Regions from separate parts of the Rattus norvegicus genome. Here region 2 is linked to region 1. Evidence: chromatin contacts called from public Hi-C data. All regions are on one chromosome and are shown on one strand. The core of a region is the stretch at or near the end of the contact, and the rest is flanking DNA. Distances in the headings are between cores, read along the strand shown.

Region 1 (3,315 bases), core at 220-2,719:
CCGCTGTGGAATTTTAAGTCCATGACGTGATCCTTCTAAGGATGAGCAAATAAGCAATAGAAGTGAAGGATTTTATGGTTTCCTGCTATAGAACAAAAAGCAACAATCTGAAGAAAAAAATTAAAAAAAAACTTCATGATGTTTCTATTTTCCATAGTCCTCTAAATCTGCAATTGCCTCGTTTATTAAAGACTGGGAACTGGAAAGAAGGCCCCGAAGTGATCTTAGCAGCCAGTTACAACTTACCTACCTTACATGCTAATTTTTTTCTCCATGCTCACTTTTAAGCAACTGTGTCACATATGTTTAATTGTAGGCCACGCTCTTGAACTCTTAAATGGTTTTTCAGATAGCCCTTGAGGGAGTACATTCCTGTGCCCCTACCTGACCAGCTCTTTGAGACTGCAAGCAAAGAACTTGTGACCTCCCTCTCCCTTTCCTTCTCCCTCTGCAAAGAGAAACAGGCTAGACACGCTCACGTGACGCTAATGACGTCAGCCCCATTCTGGGTCGCGTGACCCGCAGCCAACCTTCCTAACGCCCCACCCCCTTGCCACCAACAGTGGGACATCTCGCGAGAGCCCTTCTTACTATCAGAACTTGCTGAGGTTACAGGGGAGTTACTCTGGAGAGGAAGGAAGGTGTGGCAGCGTGGTGCACTTCTTGCTTTCATTATGTTAGGCTTTATGGCCAAGCAAATGCTTTTGGGGATCGCCCTAGTTGGGAAAACAACGGGAGAGGAGGGCGAAGAGGTGAAAGTAAAAACTGAATCGAAACGTGGTGCCCTGACCATCCTTGCTCCTAGCTAAGGGACGGCCAGGCGAAGCAGAGGTGGCCAGGGCTGGCAGCCCCCGGTAGTCACTGTGAGCCGGGAGACGTAGGGCTGGGGTCTGGGAGCAGTAAACACGAACCGCGCCCAGATGCAAGGGTTGCATCCCGCTCTCGGTTTCCCCGGCATCACGGCCATCACTGCCGGGGTAGAGACATCCCGGGTGTGGGAGCTGCGAGTTGTCCCTCATCTTTCCGTCCCTTCGTGGGTCACTGCGACATCTCTGTCCCGTCCCCTTAAGCGCGCTCCCCGGGGCTCTGCACATCTCCTCCCTCCGGTCTCCTTAGACGGCTGCGGGAGAGCAGCCCGGAGGGACGCGGCTGGAGTCGCTAGAGGGAGGTGTGGGGCTGGCGAGGAGGGGGCTTCGCTGGGCGGGGAGAGGCGGGAGGAGGCGCCGGGGAGGAGCCGCGGCTGCCAGATTCGCCTGAGCCGAGTGAGCGCACTCTGTCGCCCGCAGGTTCCCAGCCTTGCGGCCCCGTGGGGAGAGAGCGCAGGCCACCAGCGCCGCCTCCGCCCGCAGGAGCGACCCCTTGGGTGTTCACTCTTGGCCACTGCCGCCCGCCACCCCGGGCGCTACGTTGAGCTCTCCGTGCGGCCTCGGTGACCGCGGCAGCCCCTCCTGACACCTCCCCCCCGCCCCTTCGGGAGCGCTCGCCCGGCGGGAGGAGGAGGAAGAAGGATCGCGGCTCGGGCTGGTCTGGCCACCTCGCCCCGCGCGCCCCGCCCCTGCGCGCACTCCCTCGCCGGCGAGCTACTTTCGGACAAGGAAAGTGAGGGCGGCCCCGGGTGACAGCGCGGCGGTGCCAGTCCCGGGAAGCCGCGTCTGTTCGCGTGTCGCCCGTCGCACTGTCCAGACCCCGCCATGGCTTCGACCACCACCTGCACCCGGTTCACCGACGAGTATCAGCTCTTCGAGGAGCTCGGAAAGTAAGCGTCCCTGCCTGGCACCTCCTCCCCGCGACCCCTCGTCTCCCCCGTGGGGACAGGGAGCCCGCGGGCCGAGGCGGGGTGACGGACCATGGCTTGGTGCGGGTGGGGCACAGTGGGGAGAAACCTTTGCCCTAGTGTGGCGGGTGCCCCGAATCCCCAGCTCATCTCCTCGGGTCCTCCACCTCTCCACTGGAGACTTAGTGAATTTACGATCTCTGCAGTTGTAGCTGTCATCCTGAGAAGTGTGCGCGCACGCGAGTGTGAATGTGTGTGTGTGTTCGGGGAGGAAAGGAGATTGCATGTAAAATGCAACATTTATCACCTTTTCTGTAGATGTCTTTTGCTCAGCCCGCGGTGTATCTGCGGTCTGATACAGGTTAGGATGAGCTAATGAGCATTAGTTCTCAGAGATGGTGCCTTGTTTATCGATGCCGAAAGTTCAACTTGGTTTGGTGGAGAGTCTGGTTCGGCATCCAAAGTAGTTGTTCCGTCCAGGAAAAGGCCACCCAACAGAACCCACGTCCCTGCCCTGTATCCGCTATCCTTCTTTGCACTAAGGTGACTCGCTCACCATCATTCTAGGATTTACGTGTACCTCGGTTCTGAGAGGATTTATTTATCTAGGCAGAGAGAAAAGCCCTGGAGCCCGAGAGAGCGCTTCCCCAGGGTAGCCTAGCCTTTGAAAAAGGACCTCCTCCACCGAAGTGCCAGAAGTACTTTGAGATGTTAAAGAGGGACTGGGTACCTACTGAAGATCGTACAGGGACAACCAGAGACCCAGTCGGGAGTGTTGGTAACAAGCATCAAATCCCAAACCAGTCCTTCTATCGCTAATTTCCACTATCAGGGAAAGGATGCATTTGTGTGTGTGTGTGTGTGTGTGTGTGTGTGTGTGTGTGTGTGTGTGTGTTGTAGGTTTTTAGTACAGTTGCATACAAGGAAGTGTGAGCATTTTTTAAATCAAACGAAAATGATATCTTTATAGATGATCAGCTGTTGAAACATGCAGACATGTCGGGAGAGCAGCTTAATTCAAATCTCTCCCCTCCCCCAGCCCAAACCAGGCAGAGAGAAATCACCTTAGCCCAGGACCTGTTAAAGCACACCAGTGAGCTCGAGATTTATGTTTTAATGAAAACAATCGCCATATTTACTTCACTTGGAACCACGTTAATTGTGTTTTCTACCGAAATAAACATGCAGCAGTTTTTTTTTTCTTCTGTTCCCGGTCTCTGCTTTTTGCAGGGTTTGCCATGAGCATTTGGTGTTTTATGAGTGTGAATTATAAATTGTTTTCAAATTTCATGTGCAAACAAGAGTGGTTATAATTGGCATGTCCTTCTATTTTGTTGATTAATAATCTGTTTGTTTCCAGTCAATTAAAAATTACTTTTATTCCACAACATTAGAAAGGATCTGGTTCGGCAGGGAAGATTCGTTCATTTCCTAGATGATGCTTTTTTATTATATTGATACTTGACAGATCGCTAAAGACTCATCAAACTGCTCAGATTTGTGAGTTTGCAAGTGGATACTGGATCTGATTATACTGATGA
Region 2 (3,315 bases), core at 305-2,804, 360 kb after region 1:
CTAAAATTTGACTTCAGATTTTTTATCAACTATGAAGCATTCACAGCATAGAGATGAAAATAATCGAACAAAGGCAATGAGAATAATGGCCACGTAAAATTGAGATTCAGGAGGAATGAACACTCTTTTTTTCCCCTATGTTTTGTCTTTCTCTATGAAATAAACCCTGTGGGGCTGGGTGGCCTCACCTCTGACAGCTGGGTGTCACTCTTCAATACCACACGCTTTATCACTTTGGAATAGCTGTCCCCATCCTCAATGTTGACTGGCTCCTGTGGCATTCCCTGCATGGTAATCTCCTCCTTCTCTGTGCCATCAGAGGATACGTACCGCCTGATAATTTTCCGGGTAACCTGAAAGACATTTCATGAGTCTATCTCAATTTTGAGTTATGGTTCCACACTAGGGATAGCATTTGAAAAGGAAGAGTGGGGTCAGCCCTTTACAGAGAGCCCCTGGCCAGTACCTTCTTCACCACAGTGTGCCCGTTCTCGTCGACGTATTCTTCCTCTGTGACTGTCTCTGGGGGAATGTCAGGCATATCGTCTCCCTAAACAGTAGGAGAAAAGTGTTACTCAAGTCTCTGGCGCTGTCCCGAAGAGCTGCAGCCAAGTGGTTTTAATGTGAGAAATGTTAGAAAAACCAGACAGACGTCATGTCGAGTATTGCTGAGATGCAAAATCCTGTCAGTTTGATTAATAAAAATTAAAACAATTAAGCAGGTGGATTAAAAAAAAATTACAAAAACGTCATGCGTAGGAGGATCTGAGCAAAGTTAGGTAAATGTTAATCAACCAACAAAAATGAATAAGCAGGAGGAGAGACAGGTGAAAGCCAAAAAGCCGAATCTTTCTTCTGCGCGCCGGCTCTCTAGGAGGAAGGCTGCAAACATCGTTGGCTCTGCGTTCCCTTATATACGTGGCAGAAAGATAGGAGCCACCTTCCACGCATGCACTACCTACAGAGCATGCTCAGCCTCTGTTGTTCTGGGTCACTTAGTGAAGGACAGAGCTGTCCCGATGACGTGCAGTAACGTAAGAGTGGATACCTGAATGATCACTCTCCGTCGGACCACCCTGGTAGTTACCATGGCCTCCTCATCAGAGCTGGCCTCCAGCTCCCCTAATTCCTCTGTTAGCTCCTGGTGGAAGCATGTAAGAGTCATTGTTTTTTGTTGTTTTGCTTTGCTCTTAAAAATATTTAACCAAAACTTTTCGAGAGATAGGATCTGACTTGGGAGACCACCCTGACCTTGAACTTTCCTTCATCCTGTCCCAGACTCCCCAAATGACAGGTTTACAGACCTGAGTCACCACGTGTGGCTGCATTGTTTCGCCTAATTTGCTATCGAATGTCTTTACTATTAGTTTCCGTGTTCGTCCATATCGTATTCTGAAATTTTATGCTGGGGGAAAAAAGGCGTGTGTGTTGATCTCAAGCCTCAACAAGTATGCAGTTTCATTGCTTCCAGAATCAGAGTGAAATTCTGCAACCTGAGAGCTGTTGGAAAAGCTGACTGTCAAAGTTGGTCCTAAGGATACATGCTTCCCACATGAGTCTTTGTTCTTGGGAAATAGCCAGGTGCAAACACAGGGCCTAAGTCACACAGTAGACACTTTGGATCTGTGGGCCAGTCCTGAGAGGTCCAGAATAGAGCTCTTATCCCACACATGGAGCAGTACATACTTGTACCTGAGCTTTCTGAAGGTAAGACGAATTTCCTGGAGATATTAGCTAATGGTACATTTTCCTGGCATCAAAATTTGTAGGCCTTGGGGCTGGGGACTTAGCTCAGTGGTAGAGCGCTTACCTAGGAAGCGCAAGGCCCTGGGTTCGGTCCCCAGCTCCGAAAAAAAGAACCAAAAAAAAAAAAGCAACCTCCACTATTTGGGGCTGGAGAGATGGCTCAGCGGTTAAGAGCGCCCGACTGCTCTTCCAGAGGTCATGAGTTCAATTCCCAGCAACCACATGGTGGCTCACAACCATCTGTAAAGAGATCTGATGCCCTCTTCTGGTGTATCTGAAGACAGCTACAGTGTACTTATATATAATAAATAAATAAATCTTTAAAAAAAAATTTGTAGGCCTTGAATTATATTAGATTAGTTTTTCAAAGAAATTCAGATAATACTCTGATTTAAGAGTTTGATCCAAAGCTGGAGACGAGGCTAGGAACACAATTTTAGATCAGAAACTATGTCTTCGGAGTCATAACTTTCAGTTCTTCCCGATGGACCATGACTTCCTCCCTCCTTCCACTCTTATTCCTCCATCCTTTCCCCTCTCTTCCCCTCCTCTTTCTGCTCTCTCCCCTTCTTCCCTTCCAAGTGTTTTGACAGCATCTTGCTATGGTCTACGCCAGGGTGGTTTTAAAATCATGACCCTTCTGCCTGGGACTTCAGGGTCCTGGGATGACAGGCACGGACTCCTATGCTCAGCCTGAAGTGACATTGGTTTTGTTTTCGAAAGAAAGGAATACATTCGACTAGCTTAATACATTTCAAAATACCCAAGTTATAGCTCTGCCACCTTCTCTTTGAAAGGAAAACATCCAAGTTAAAAACCAGATTATACATTAAATACATTCAGGAACCTACCGCCCGGCAATATGCTTAGATGCCTTATAATAATGTCTTTAAAAAAATATCTCGCAACACAAAATGTCTAAAACTCTCACTCTTCAAAGGAAAGCAATTTCTAACTTAATGAGAAACACATTAGGATTTGCTCAGTCTGCTCTCCAGGCTTCTCCGGGGAGAGGAGTTGTGAGGAGGAGCAAGCTCCTCAGCCAGTGCTGAGGTCTGTGGACATCTAGACCACATTTGGGGAATTCTGGATTCAAAGCATTTCTTAAGATGGCCTGCACCTCTGCTTACAACTTTAAAATTCTCTTATGACAAACTACGTGTCATAGTGCACTCTCAGGCCACTGGCAGGCATTTGGACAACAAAAGATGACAACAGGTTTAGGGACAGTGTTTTTTTTCTAAGTTATTACTAAGACCAATCTGAGGAACCCTAACTGGCAAAGTGCACTGGCAAGATGGTTCATTTCTCCAGCAGAGGCACTTCTGGACAGACTTGACCTGGGTCTCCACACCCCACAAGGGGGCAGGAAAGGACTAGTTTTGACCTCCACACATCATTGTGCTGTGTACACCGTATATAAACACACAAACCTAACCCCCCACACACTAATTTCTTTTTTTAACACAATTGTCCATTTGCACTGAAGAGCATTTGGGTACTAACCACCCCAGATGTGTCAATGCAAACACTCATTTTGCTCACAGCCTGCAGGCCCAGAATCACGCT

The links. Hi-C and Micro-C count contacts between places; a contact is called where the count stands out from the background.
Region 2: a contact with region 1 is called in a Hi-C map of the A7r5 cell line, with 2.2 times the contacts expected there. The contact joins the enhancer-like site here to the promoter of Camk2d in region 1. A contact is called at or near these places in 2 of 12 Hi-C or Micro-C datasets (the A7r5 cell line and the Rat2 cell line).

What each region holds. Positions count from the first base shown.
Region 1 is chr2:217,697,082-217,700,396 of GRCr8, forward strand. Camk2d (calcium/calmodulin-dependent protein kinase II delta) reads left to right here and starts at 1,470. Exons shown (of 21, transcript NM_012519.2): 1 at 1,470-1,756. The coding sequence starts at 1,692.
Region 2 is chr2:218,060,652-218,063,966 of GRCr8, forward strand. Ank2 (ankyrin 2) reads right to left here. Exons shown (of 48, transcript NM_001427159.1): 45 at 467-550; 46 at 189-353. Among named protein-coding and RNA genes, the nearest start is that of Camk2d, 360 kb to the left of the region's middle. Within about 2 kb of position 1,555, at least 9 of the 93 cell types and tissues checked have an H3K27ac peak or open chromatin away from gene starts, as enhancers often do. A contact at or near this core is called in the A7r5 cell line, where this site is marked.